2 separate regions of the Mustela erminea genome follow, and region 2 is linked to region 1. Evidence: chromatin contacts called from public Hi-C data. All regions are on one chromosome and are shown on one strand. The core of a region is the stretch at or near the end of the contact, and the rest is flanking DNA. Distances in the headings are between cores, read along the strand shown.

Evidence for each region. A called contact is a pair of places that touch in the nucleus more often than the background predicts.
Region 2: a contact with region 1 is called in a Hi-C map of fibroblasts, with 3 times the contacts expected there. The contact joins two enhancer-like sites. A contact is called at or near these places in 2 of 3 Hi-C or Micro-C datasets (fibroblasts and spleen).

What each region holds. Positions count from the first base shown.
Region 1 is chr5:81,879,967-81,887,282 of mMusErm1.Pri, reverse strand. The region is part of intron 1 of STRN3 (striatin-3); the gene reads left to right. Among named protein-coding and RNA genes, the nearest start is that of AP4S1, 36 kb to the left of the region's middle. Within about 2 kb of position 3,077, the one cell type or tissue checked has open chromatin away from gene starts, as enhancers often do. A contact at or near this core is called in fibroblasts, where this site is marked.
Region 2 is chr5:81,965,618-81,972,933 of mMusErm1.Pri, reverse strand. AP4S1 (AP-4 complex subunit sigma-1) reads right to left here. Exons shown (of 6, transcript XM_032341491.1): 6 at 1-502. The coding sequence ends at 374. Among named protein-coding and RNA genes, the nearest start is that of STRN3, 49 kb to the right of the region's middle. Within about 2 kb of position 2,578, the one cell type or tissue checked has open chromatin away from gene starts, as enhancers often do. A contact at or near this core is called in fibroblasts, where this site is marked.

The DNA of each region.
Region 1 (7,316 bases), core at 1,828-4,327:
TGCAGAAGGCAGATGCTTAACTGGCTGAGCCACCCAGCCATCCCAAACATGGGGGTTTTCTAAAATTTAAGCAGTTCTGTGATACCAGCTGGGTGTCCTGCAATTTCACTCAGTTCTGACAGTATCAACTTGAAGTATCAACTTGAAGACAGCATCGGATTCCACAGATTTAAGGGCTGGATCCTACAAAACAACCCCCCCCCATCACTTTCTAGTGCTAATTGCCAATGCAGATTGTTATGTGTGCTTCCCAACCAGCTATAAATAGGGATTCTGACTGTCTTGCCCATACCAAGGACTGTGGTCACAAGTGGGCCAAATTGGAGACATCCTGTCTATGGAGTGAGCAAAAGGAGGATCAGAGGTAGAGGGAGAAGCAGATTCCATCCTGAGCTTGGTGCCTGACTTGAGGGTCGATCTCAACCCTGAGATCATGACCTGAGCCGAAATCAAGAGTCAGATGCTTAACCGACTGAGCCCCACCCAGGCACCCCTCATTGCTCAGTTTAAATGTCTTAAGTATTTTCTTAATTTTGATCATTAATGTCCTGAATTAACATAGACTAGATGAACAAAATTTCTGGAATCACAAACACACACTTAATCAAGGTGAATGTCTCTGCACTTTTTAAAAAGTGTTGTCATTTACTGTAGATGAATTAAATACTTCCAGATTTGAGATTTAACTAGAAATTATATACATATAGTCATTCCCATATTTTACAACTGAGGAAACGGAGAAATTGTAGTAATGACTTCATTTTTTTCAGCAACAGATATTTATTGAGTTTTTACTTATGACATGTACTGTCCTGGATAATAGGAATGTATCAGTGAACAAGAGATATTCATAATTTTGTGGAGCTTATTTTTTAGTGACATTTTGTTTAATTAGTGGCAAAATAGGGACACTTGGTTTTGTTTAGTATTTTGATTTTCTTAGTATGAAATTGAACTGGCAGATATTTTGCTGGCTCAGATAGTTTTGCCATGGCTGCCTGGAGCCTAGGATATGTGAAGAATTCTTTTTTTAACACTGAAGCAAAGTTATTGATGTCTGCCTTAGTTTGGGAGGAGACCTGGTAGTATCATGAGATTGTCAAAACCAACATTATCTCTTTACTTGATTTTTTCTCCCCACTCTGTTGAGCAGCTTTATAGTGTGTAGTTTGGTGATCAGAAGCTGTTCTAGAGTGAGACTGCATAGAATCAAATTTTAGAGTCTCCACTGCTATTACTAGGATGTTGGCCAAATTTCTTAACCCTTTTACACCCCATTTATCTCTTCTGTGAAGTGGGGAAAATAATACCAAGTCAGGATCATTGTGAGGAGTAAATGAGCTCATACACTTAAATACTTAAAATGGTTTGGCCATAGCATACTTGACAAATACTTGTCATGGTTATTATTCGTCCTTTTCTTTTTTTTTTTTTAAACATTCTTTTTTCTTTAAAGATTTTATTTATTTATTTGACAGAGAGATCACAGGTAGGCAGAGAGGCAGGCAGAGAGAGAGAGGAGGAAGCAGGCTCCCCGCTGAGCAGAGAGCCCGACGTGGGACTCGATCCCAGGACCCTGAGATCATGACCTGAGCCGAAGGCAGCGGCTCAACCCACTGAGCCACCCAGGCGCCCCTTATTCGTCCTTTTCATTTACAATTCTCAAGTCCCCAAATTGTGATAGTCAAAAGGTTTTTATTAACTAATTTATGACAGGAACCTTACCTGAATTGGTAACAAAGCTATTTATAGTCTTTATCCCACTTACTGCAAAGTCTTATACTTTGTTGTATTTGTTTGATTTTGTTACTGCCACAGTTAGTTTGGATGAGGTGTTAGGTCATATGTGGTATTTATACTTCAGTGATAAATTCCAGAATACATTTGGCCTGAAGGGTTTTGGTAAAGGAATGTAGACCTCTGCTAGTGAAACTCATGGCTAAGCATGCCTTTTTTTTTTTTTTTTCCACATTAGTATCTCACAATTTACAATGATTTTAAGTAGCTTATCAAGTTAGTAATTGCCTTGAGGACCAAAAAAGTGCTTTGAGATTTACGAGAAGGAGTAATAAATTCCCCTCAGCTGCTGTTTTTTTTTTCTTTCTTTTTTTTTTTTTTTAAGATTTTATTTGACAGCACACAAATGGGGAGAGGCAGGTTAGAGGGAGAGGGAGAAGCAGACTCTGCGCTAGGGAACCCAATGTGGGGCTTGATACCAGGACCCTGGGATCATGATGCAAGCAGAAGGCGGATGGTTAACCAACTGAGCCACCTAGGTGCCCTAGAGTTGCTGTTCTTGAAAACTTGCTTGTAAGGTTATTTTTTTTATTATTTGTAATCTTTTTATTTTTACTATAAAATTTGAAATACCTTTTGGGAGTTTTATAAAAAAAAAAAGGTTTCAAGAAACATACCAGTCCTGAGAACGTAATATTTAGTTAACATAATCATAGTAGGCTCTCCTGAAGAATCTTGTCAGCAGAAAAAACCAAAACAAATAAAAGCTCAAAGTCGCTTATATGTAGAAGCCTTTTCCATTTAGTCACTTTTTAAAAAATTTATACCTGGCCCTATCTCAAAAAGAATTTTATTCTCTTTTCAAAGAAAAAATAAGCAGCAATAAAATATGTTAGAAGTAGTGAAGCTTATTTATTTTTAGATATAGCTTGGATTCCTAACTTGGTACAAAATAAAATGGTTGAGGGAAGAGAGAAACTTGTTGCCAGTACTTCAATAGTATAGATAACAATTTTGACCAAGGGGCACCTGGGTGGCTCAGTGGGTAAGCCTCTGCCTTAGGCTCAGGTCATGATCTTGGGGTCCTGGGATCAAGTCCTGCATTGGGCTCTCTGCTTAGTGGGGACCATGCTCCCCCTCCCTGCCCCGTCTGCCTCTCTGCCTATTTGTGATCTCTCTCTCCCTTTGTCAAATAAATAAATAAAATCTTTAAAAAAGGAAAAAGCAAACAAGCTTAACCAAGAGTCAGAAAACTCTTTTGAAAAGAGTCTACCTCCTTTGGTAGAGGGACGCCTGGGTGACTCAATTGGTGACTCAGTTGGTTAAGCATCTGCCTTTGGCTCAGATCATGATGCCGGGGTCCTGGGATTAAACCCCATGTTTGGCTCCAGGGTTAGCGGGTCATCTGCTTCTCCCTCTGCCCCTCCACCAGCTTCTGCTTCCCCTCCCCCCATAAATAAATAAAATCTTTCAAAAAAAAGTTGGTGGAATGTATTAAGTATACTATTTTGATAGAAGTGGCTCTGTGCAGCTCGAGGGGTGTGTCCATTCTGCAGATTCTGAATCATTACTCTTGACGCCATGTTAATCTTTTGTGTTTTGTTTTTTTCTGAACTTGTATAGGATATAATTTATAACAGATTTAGAAAATAGTTATGATGTTAGTAAACATGTTTTTAGAGAGTTCATTAAAATGGCTTACAGGTTTATACTTAAAAGGGGGGGGTATACTTCCTCTGTTAATGGAAAATGGGCTTACCTAGAACATAATGCTTTCAGATACCGGATAAATGAGAACTTACTGGAACAGAGTTGATAGTTAAAAATCTCTTATGCTTTAAACCATTACCATGAAAAATGACATTGGGATTATAGAGGATGAAGTGGTATTTTTATTAACTTTTTTTAAGGCTCTGATAGAAGAGATAAAGACAAAGATTTTATTTGCCTTTGGAAATCGTAGTAATTGTTAGTGTTTCTCTTTTCTCTGGAATTCTTGTTTGTCTATAATATTGGAAAGCTTTTAAAAAATATTTTTAAAAATATTTATTTAGGGGCACCTGGGTGGCCCAGTGGGTTAAAGCCTCTGCCTTTGGCTCGGGTCATGATCTCAGGGTCCTGGGATCCAGCCCCGCATCAGGCTCTCTGCTCTGTTGGGAGCCTGCTTCCTTTCCTATCTCTCTGCCTGCCTCGCTGCCTACTTGTGATCTCTGTCTTTCAGATGAATAAATAAAATCTTTTAAAAACATATTTATTTATTTGACACACAGAAATCACAAGTAGTCAGAGAGGCAGGCAGAGAGAGAGGGGTAAGCAGGCTCCCTGCTGAGGAGGGAGCCTGATGTGGGGCTCAATCCCAGGACCCCAAGACCTGAGCCAAAGACAGGGGCTTAACCCACAGAGCTAAACTTTAAAAAAAATTTTTTTAAATTGAAAGTGGGCCTAACCCACAGAGCTAAATTAAAAAAAAATTTTTTTTTTAAATGTATGTATTTGAGAGAGCATAGGGGTATGCAGCAGAGGGAGAGGGAGAAGCAGGCTCCCCACTGAGCAGAGAGCTAGATACAGGACCTTGAAACCAGGATCCCTGGGATCATGATGTGAGCTGAACTGACTGAGCCACCCAGGCTCCCCTAGAAAGTTATTTTTGTGAAAAACTTTCTAAGGTATTCCGTGTAGGCTTTTCGTTTATTCTTGAAAGCGTAGTATGCCATTAGGGTCCATCTTGTAACTACTTTTGTATCACTAGATGAGTATACAAAGCTTTCTATGGAGTGTCTCACCATACTGAATTATGTGGCTAAGTATGTCTGCTTTAATATCTAAGCTCCTTAATGATTCAATAATTAGCTAGGTTTTGAAACCTCTGTATTAAGTGAATTATTTTGTTTCGTTTTATATAAAATGTCAGTGGGTCAGCTGAGTCTTTATACTTTTATTTTATTTTATTTTATTTATTTATCGGAGAGAAAAGTAGGCTCTCCACTGAGCAAGGAGCTGATGCGGGACTCAGTCCCAGGACCCTGGGATCATGACCTGAGCCGAAAGCAGCAGCTTAACCGACTGAGCCACCCAGGCGTTCCTATACTTTTATTTTCTATTATTTACAGCTGGCTGACCTTTGCTTAATTTCCAGAAGTTTAAGTGCTTGGAATAGAACCACTTTTATAATTTCAGTTGATCATTAGGGGAGAGGGTATTAATACTTGTTGAGAGCCTACTATTTCATTCATTTATTTTTTTATTTAGTGGTAAAGGGTGTTTATTTTTAAGGATTTTATTAGAACACCAGCAGGAGTCGGGAATGGTGGGGAGCAGAGGGAGAAGCAGACTCTCCTCTGAGCTGGGAGCCAGACATAGACTTGATCCCAGGACCCTGGGATCCTGACCTGAGCTGAAGGCAGCTGCTCAACTGACTGAGCCACCCAGGTTCCCCCAAAAGGTGTTTTTATTATAGCACGGGGACAGGACCTATGGGCAGAAAGAGCTGTGGAGAGCCTATTTTGAATAGAAATGTCTTGAATTTATTATTAGTTGCTATAACCTGATTTTTCTTTAATTTGCTTCTATACATAAAATATTTAACTTTGTTAATTCCTTGGGATGTTAAAATTTGCTTGCTGATGGTTTTATAGTTTCTAAGTACATTATCAGTTTTCCAAAAAGTTGTAAAGAATGTTTTATAATCATTGAACAAAACTGACCTGTCTCTGGTATTAGCATTTAAGTTTTGTTTAAAGTAAGAAAACTCTTAGAGTAAAACAGATTTTGTTAAGTATTTTATTTCTTTGTTTTAAGCAAGATACTCTTATTTTAGAAACATTAGAAACTATAGTAACTGTGAAATAACTTGAGGCTGGTATTAGTTCAGTGTTGAATGTTTTGCTCTGATGACCTCTAGTGGTCCTGCAGTTTAAAAGTGATCGGTTGTCAATATCAAGTAATTTTTTTTAGGCTCTCATGTGATAATCACATGCTGGTTGTTGAAGCTGTTGAACTCAGGTGATAAATAATATATGGCCCCAGTGAGTACCTTTACCTAATTTAAAGGAAGGAAAATTGTATTAGAAGACAGCAGTAGGTAGGCTTTGTTACTATGAGTTAACTGTGATTAGATATGGAAACAAATTTATTTTTTATTTTATTTTATTTTTTTTAAAGATTTTATTTATTTATTTGACAGAGAGAGATCACAAGTAGTCGGAGAGGCAGGCAGAGAGAGAGAAGAGGAAGCAGGCTCCCTGCTGAGCAGAGAGCCCGATGCGGGACTTGATCCCAGGACCCTGAGATCATGATCCGAGCCGAAGGCAGCGGCTTAACCCACTGAGCCACCCAGGCGCCCCTGGAAACAAATTTAAAAAGTTCATTTCTGCCTGTACAGTATGTTTGTAGTAACAAATTTCAAGTTAATCATCACAGTTATAATCTTTTTTTTTAAAGATTTTATTTATTTATTTGACAGAGATGATAGGCAGAGAGGCAGGCAGAGAGAGAGGAAGGGAAGCAGGCTCCCCACAGCAGAGAGCCCGATGTGGGGCTGGATCCCAGAACCCTGGGATCATGACCTCAGCTGAAGGCAGAGGCTTTAACCCATTGAGCCACCCAGGTGCCCCCACAGTTACAATCTTGAAGTCACACAATTAAAAGCATTAAAATTAGTTGACTTGGGCAAATAAAAAATGAAAATTTGTGGTATTTTATTTTTTATTTTTATTTTTTAAGACAACTAGTGAATTGGGGAGAGGGAGAGGGAAATGAAGAGAGAGTCTTAAGCAGGCTCCATGCCCAATGTGGAGCCCAGTTTGGGTCTCCGTCTCACAATGCTGAGTTACAACCTGAGCTGAAATCAAGAGCCAGACAGATGCTTAACCAACTGAGCCACCGCAACCCGAAAATTTATGGTTTTTAAAAAGTACTTACTTTATTGACAGTACTACACACTCTATGGTAGAATTTTTTCCTCTTAACTAAAGGACCTAGGTCATTGACCTCATTTTCACAATAAAAATTTACTTCTTAAATCTAACCGTTAAGATGAGATTAATTTTTAACATTAGTATAAAACATTTCAAAATTATAAAAATAACTTATATGCAGGAAAGTGTATAAAACATAATTGCACAGTTTAGCCAGTTATTACAAAGAGAACAACAACGTAATCACGCTTGGGAAGTTAAAGAGATAGATGGAGCACTGCTAGTACCCCAGGAGCCTTACCACCTGGCCCTTCCAAATTACTACTCCCCTCTTCCATCATGAGGATAACTGCTATCATTTTTATATAATCATTTTCTTGGTTTTCTTTACATGTGCTCATATAAAGTGCACATTACTCAAATGTATTAGTTTAGTTATGTTTGATAGTGACTTTTACATAAATGGAATTGTATGGGATGTTATCTTTTGTGTCTTGACTTTTCCCTCAACATGGTATTAGTTCATCCATATTATGTGTAGCTGTAGTTTGTTAATTTCCTTTGCTCTGTAGTGTTTCACTGTACTAATATGCCGCAATTTATCTCTTCTCTAACTGATGGATATTTAGATTGTTTGCAGTCTTTGGCTGTTATAAAAAATGA
Region 2 (7,316 bases), core at 1,329-3,828, 86 kb before region 1:
TTAAAATTTTATTGGCTGATAGTTGTCACATGTTCTTCCCATGCTGCTAATCCTGAATTAAATGTGCATAGGGAAGCAGAGAACAAAAACGTTACCCTCAGAACTCAAAAAAATTTGAACAGGTGGGAAAAAAATGCTTATGTTTAGAAAATAAAACTCGTCTCTTAGTTCAGAGAAAATTTTTCTTTGTAGACCATATTTTAAAATACAGCTTTGTTTTCCATTTAGGAACTATGGAAAACACCTATTTAAAATGTCTTTGAAAGGACACCCCCTTTTGCAGTGTGCAGTCTTCCACATTTTTTGGGCTACAGATGTTGAGAGGTATTCCCATTTTTACAGGTTGATGTTGTCTGGCAGAGCCTTCTATCATTCAGCTTTCTGACATTTTATCAAGAATGAGTAGAGGGGCAAGAATTCTTGCTCGATTTGTTTCCACAATGCAGCCATTTAACACCATCTCATCCAAAATGATGTGCACTTTATCCAAATTAAACATTATCTAAGTTCATATTAAGGAAATTAGTTTGAGTTAACAAAAAATGTTAACGTGTAACAGTAATAACTTCTGACTTAGCCTTTCATTTTTCCCATATAAATTTGTCTAAGCATGAAGTGTATTTGGTGTGTGTGTGGTTTTTTTTTTTTTTTTTTTTAGACAGAACTTCTGAAATCAGATTTAAGATTGGTGTCCATGTTGGAAATTATTACCTTCACATACACAAACACACCTAGTTTCACCTTGGTTAAGCTAACTGGCCAATAGGTACAGAAATAGAATAGCTACTATACCTTTTAGCCAGAGGGAGAGTGACTCTAAGAACTAGAGAACAAAGCAAGTAACATTGGCAATGGCATGACCTGACAAGAACAATGCTGTCGTCCAAGACACTAATAACATCAACAGTAATAGCCTCGATGTTCCAGGCATTGTGTTGAGTGTTTTACATAATTTTTCAGTCTTCTCTACAACCCTACGTTATAAATGTTACATATTGTCCTAATTTTACACGGGAGCACATAGGCTCAAAGCCATTGTCCAAAGTCCCATGGCTGATAATTGCCAGAGCTAGAATTTAAGCCCACAGCTTTGGCTCAATGGTTCTACTTCCAGACTTCTCAGGAGGGGCCTGGAGCTACTGAGTATACTCCTCCCTTAACCCTCAAACATCCACCCCAAACCAAATGACTTCACAAAACCTCACGTCTTAAACTGTCTTTTCTCTCAGACTAAAGAAAAAAATCATCAAGAGTAGATATGAATGAAGAAAGCAAGGCAATGCTGACTAATTCCCAAGTAGATAAAAATTCTGAAATTCAAGAGAGTTATCTTGTATGAATGGACAGTTCTAAAAATACTCGTTTGAGAATTACAAAGCCATATCAGGGTACTGATGTTCCTAGTGGAAAGTCAGTATAGGGCATGGAGGAAGATGAAAATGTTAGCCTATGAGGTCTAGCTAACTGTAAAGAGCCAAATTCTTCCTCCCTCCCCCCGCCCCAGGAGCCCCTTCAAAGAACTTTTCTTTTGTGAAAGGAGAAAGGGAACTAGAATGAGATGATAACAATATTGAGTAATTCTGAATTCTACCCTTTAATAACTTATTTCCATTTCTATTTAAAGAACATGATCCTGGTCTGTTTAAAAACAACAGCTGATTGAAACAGATTGTTTCAAATACACAAACTTCAACAAATGAGTGACTTAAATGCACTAGGGAAGTTCATAATTAGTGAATCTTTGTAAAGTGAATCATTACCACCTTTTTTTTTTTTCAATAATTTCAGACGTTCAAGTCCGTATTGGGTTTGTTTAGTGAAAAATGAGGTGTAGAAAATGAGACAACCCTGTGAATGACTTTTAGTTTTCTATTAGGCTCTGCATTAATATCTCATTAAGCTCTGTGCAAATAGTCCTCTAGCAGGATAAACTTTTTCAGGGGCCCATGGGAACTGTCCTTAAATGACCCAGAAAAGGAAAAAAAAAAAAAAAAAAACTTTACTCTGATATACCTATTAATAATGTCTTCCAATTATATAGATGATTGCTTTGTCCATGACCAGATGGGACTGGAATATTAGGTTCAATCAGACCCAGAAGCCAGAACTCAGAAGCCAAACAAAGTGCAAATTTCAGCTTGGTACAAAGAAGAGGAGCTGGGGAGCATATGTGGCTATGTGAAACTGGCCTGCAGAATCCCCCTGCAGAATCATAATCCTGCAGAATCCCCCCGGCCTGCAGAATCATAATCACTAAGGCGAATCCCCTGTCTTATTCACTAAGGGCAATGAAAGCCTTGGTGTGTTGAAAATGCCAACTCATCTAAGATGATTTTCTTGGAGAGAGGAGGAGATCTAATTTTAATCTATTTGAACTGGTTCAGGGATTAAGCTACTCTGAAGACTGTGGCAAGTCCATGATCTAAAATTTGGGTGTCCCCTTGAGCAAGAGACCAACTGTTTTGAAATTCAGATGAGAATGTGCTGCTGAATCATATCAACCACTGACATCCTCACACTGTAAGGACAAGGTCTTTCAGCAAGTCTGAATTTCCTAACATCCTAGAAACGTTGTTGAGTGAGGTCATTCTTGACTGTGGGCATGTGACTGCCTGAGTAGCTGATTCAAACCCAACCCTTAATAACCATGTAGCTTTCCTGCATTATAATGGGAAACCACAGACCAAATCCATTGTGAGGCAAACTCCTGAAAGCTGATTTCCCTCCCTGGAATCATGTGACTCCTTTAAAGTAAGAATCCAGCTGTTGTTTACATCCTGATTTGGTTTATAAACAACTTCTACAATAGTAATGGCATTTGGGTTACATGTCAGGGACCAAAAAGATGCCCAGGCAAAGCCCCATGGCAGTAAATAGGCAAACATGCTTCAACCCTGACATCTGGAATAGAATGAAGCAAGAAAGGTCCAGGCTATTGGTCTGTTAATATGGTAAGCTGAGAATGACCATTTCAATAACCTCTGGGTTATACTGAACTTGACTGACTTAAAGATCCTTAAGGCAACTCGGCCACCCTAAAGTTGGAATTGATATGAACTACAGACAGCCTCCCAAAAAGCAGAATCAGAAAACCCCATTTTCTCTCAATCCCGAAACCCAAAAGCCTTTCTGAATTGCTACATAATGTGGATTGAAGCTGAACATCTTAGGACCCCAGTAATATTAGTGCCACTTGAAACCAATCTTTTAACTAAATATTATTAATATAAATATAATATAAATATATATAATAATATAAATTAATATAATTAAATATTAGTGCCACTTGAAACCAATCTTTTAATTAAAGAGCTTGAAATGTTTCTGGTTCCTATATTGGCATTTTGGTCTCTGGATCATGTTACTTTTTCAATATGGTATTTTAATACCATTGTGGTGGTCTATTTATCCTTTAATAAGAGAAAACTGAGCAGCATACATTCGAATGGGATCTGAAAAGCAACTGGCAGGCAGAGCCCAGCCTAGAAACTAAAATCTCTAACTCAAGATTTTGTTCTCAGGTCCCTGGTCTTCTTTTTTGATTTTTTTCTTTTTTTAAGATCCTACCTAAGCAAACTTCTTGATAAACTACGTGGGGTGGGGAAAAACTTGCTCTTGTATTTATACTTTAATTAATATAATTTGCCATGAAGTTAGATAAACTGTGTTTATCTACTTTGTGTTCACATTTCCCACAGAAAATTGAATACTCCTATATAGAAGACTATCCTAGAAGATTGTGTACGGTCCTTGGTATACTCTCCTTGTAAGATAGTCTGCTGTCCACTTTTAGGCTTGGTATTGTCTCTTCTTAATGAGGTCACTGAAAAGGAGTTAATCTTTTTTTTTTTTTAATGGGTTTTTCCTTAAAGGTCCATTCATATTCTGAGAGCAATAAGACAGTCAGGTGTAATTTAAGTTTTTATGTGAACTAAATCTATATTTATGAAAGCATTATAAAATATAATGAAGTGAAATAATTTTGAAAGCATTGGGTCAAGTGAGCCTGTCACTTTCTCTGTTGTTTCTCCTAAACTCTGCTGCTCCTCCTGACTTGGCTGTCACCATTCCTGAGTAAAAAAAAAACAGAACCTGGAAGCATGGAGCGAAAGGAGCAGGGTAAGGCAGAGGGACCTGGTAGGAAGGGGTAGGGGCGGATGCATATGGCACCTACAGGACATAGTTCAAGGAAATACCGAGACAGCAAAGGCCATTGAGAATCAGAGAAGCCCGGAAGGCAAAACTGTTCAACCTAGAACTTTAACATCCCTTTCCCAGGTAAATGGCTGACTCCCTCAGGGACTGTTCATAATTTTGAGACTCTTCACTCTTGACAGCACTGACTGAAGTTATGCTGAGATGGTTTTGACCCCCTTGCTTCTCAGTACCTGCCCTTCCCAAAGACTGGACAAGCTACATGGGCCAGCTCTCACCCCTTGCAGCCCTGCTTTCAGAAAAAGGTGTTCAGAAATTACTACATGCAGGGGTGGCTTAGTTGGTTGGGTGTCTGACTCTTGATCTCAGCTCAGGTCTTGATTTCAGGGTCATGAGTTCAAGCCCTGCACTGGGGTCCACGATGGGAGTGGAGCCTATTTGAAAAAAAGAAATTAAACGATATGTGAACTCCACTTTTTTTTTTTTTAAGATTTTATTTATTTATCAGAGAGAGAGAAGGGGAGAGAGCGAGCACAGGCAGACAGAATGGCAGGCAGAGGCATAGGGAGAAGCAGGCTGGCTCCCTGTCAAGCAAGGAGCCCGATGCGGGACTCGATCCCAGAACGCTGGGATCATGACCTGAGCCGAAGGCAGCTGCTTAACCAACTGAGCCACCCAGGCGTCCCTGAACTCCACTTTTGTAGAGTATGCTCTTATTAAGACATTCAGATACTCTCTTTCATATCTGACGCCTCCTTTTCTAATGTTTCTTCAAAACTTCTTTCCTACTTTAGGAATAATTTTGACAACACCAAGAGAGCACAGGGTCAGGCACTTTACAAATGTTTTGTTAGGAACTAAATTGCCACAACCTACTCCAGATAACACAGTTTTAAAAAATGTGTCAAATTTAATCTTATTATTATTTTTTGAAGATTTTATTTACTTCTTTGACAGCAGAAACAAGGGGAGCAGTAGGCAAAGGGAGAAGCAGGCTGCCTGCTGAGCACGGATTCCAATGTGGGGCTCGATTCCAGGACCCTGGGATCATGACCTGAGCCAAAGGCAGACACTTAACCTCTGAGCCACCCAGGTACCCCTGTATCTAATTTTATAGCCCTGGAAACCCAGAGACTGGTAACAGTTCTGCCCCAAAGTACCTCTATCACTTAAAACAGTCATAGAACCCCTCTGGGCTTTAGCCTTTTCATCTAAAAAATGAGGTTTTTAACCTGATGATGGTAGAGTTTTCTTCTAGCTCCAAAGTTACTCAAATCCTAGGACTCTAAAAGTAACCGTCAGGGAGAGGGGAGCTAGTTTACTCTACCTGACATTATCAAGTCATTGCTGAGGTAATCACATACGCCATCATACCTCATAAGAAATCCTTTGGTAATGACTTAATTATCGTGACCTTTCTGAGAGAACATGGAGACAATTTCAGTTTATTTAGAAGCTACCGCTTCAGTGTTGGATGGCTTCCTTGGAGAGATTCTTTGTTCTTCTTGCCAGTAATTCCCTAGCCCCTACCTGAACAAGTACTTTTGTGATTTCTCATTAAGTCAGTGTGAAGTTAGCTCCTATTCAGAGAAGACCTATTCTGGTTTCTGGACCTTAAGGTGTTTGGGATTTTAGGAAAGTAATGACGGAAGGAGAGGCTGATGCCCCACAGTGGGCTCTGGGTCCTGCTCAGGGCCTGAGTGCAAATCTCAGTGGTGCTGAATACTGTTGCCTGGGTGCCTCTGTCCCTCCAGAGAGCACCATGGAAGACAGCTAGCTGAGTCACAGAGCGCAAGCAGCAACGGAGGCCCTTCCTTCTCCCCCACCTTCAACTACAATAAGAGGTACTTTCACATCACCCATGTGAGCTTTAACATTCTAGAATTAATTGCTCAGGCTTTTAGGTTTTAAGGACTTAGAAAATGAAAACATGAATGTTCTAAAGATTCTATTTATGTTCTAAAGAATCTATTTAAAAGATTTCTAGAATGTTTTAAATGAATTCTAGAATATTTTAAAAGAATGTCCTAAAGAATCTATTTAAAAGATTTTGGGAGATGCCGGGATGGCTCAGGTGGTTACATGACTCCTTTTGGCTCAGGTCATGATCCCATGGTACTGGGACTGAGTCCGGCATGGGGCTCCCAGTGCTCAGTGGGGCGCCTGCTTCTCCCTCTGCCCCTCCTTCCTGCTCACGCTCTCTCTCAGGCAAATAAATAAATAAAAGCTTTAAAAAAATGATTTTGGGGGGCGCCTGGTTGGCTCAGTGGGTTGAGCCGCTGCCTTCGGCTCAGGTCATGATCTCAGGGTCCTGGGATCGAGTCCCCCATCGGGCTCTCTGCTCAGCGGGGAGCCTGCTTCCTCCTCTCTCTCTGTCTCTGCCTGCCTCTCTGCCTACTTGTGATCTCTCTCTGTCAAATAAATAAATTAATTTAAAAAAATCTTAAAAAAAAAAAGATTTTGGAATCAGAGAAAACATTCTGGATTCTAGGCCTACTCTGTATTTGTGGGGTAGGTGGCTATGGAATACAAAGAGGAGTTCCAGCCTGCTCCTCATTTTTTCCCCCATGTGTGTATGTGGGTTACCATCCCAGGCTCTTCCTGTCCCCAGTCATGGGGAGAGGCCTGTACAAGCCCTACCTAGCAACAGGCCCTGGTATATGGGCACCCCATGAGTTCTGGGGACCCAGGTAGCTGGAGGATGGTCAAGAAGTAGACTGGGGCCCTGCAGGCTCTGGACAAGCATCTTTATCCCATGGAGAGGGATGCTGCTGAAGGAAAGCCAGATGGGGTTCCCTAAGGCCCATGGCCCAGGAAAGGGATCCTGAGTGTCCAAATCTAAAGGTAGTATTGCTGGATTCCACTCTAGCCCAAATAAACTGAGTCTTTAAGCCACTTTAAGGGCACCAAATACCAAAAAGGTAGTTAAGGTTTTCTGTACATTCATACATTAGTAGGTGTGCCCTGAACTGAGGAGGAAATGGACATCTCCCCCATAGCACCATTCACGGGCCCCATTCCCCTATTTACCAGAGGGGGTAGAGACAGTGCCTCTGAATTATGAATTGTCTGGAGAATTCAGCAAATCTGGGGCTACAGAACTCAACACATACATTTTGGGAAGCTCATTAGTTGATTCCTAAAAACCATTTTAATTCATG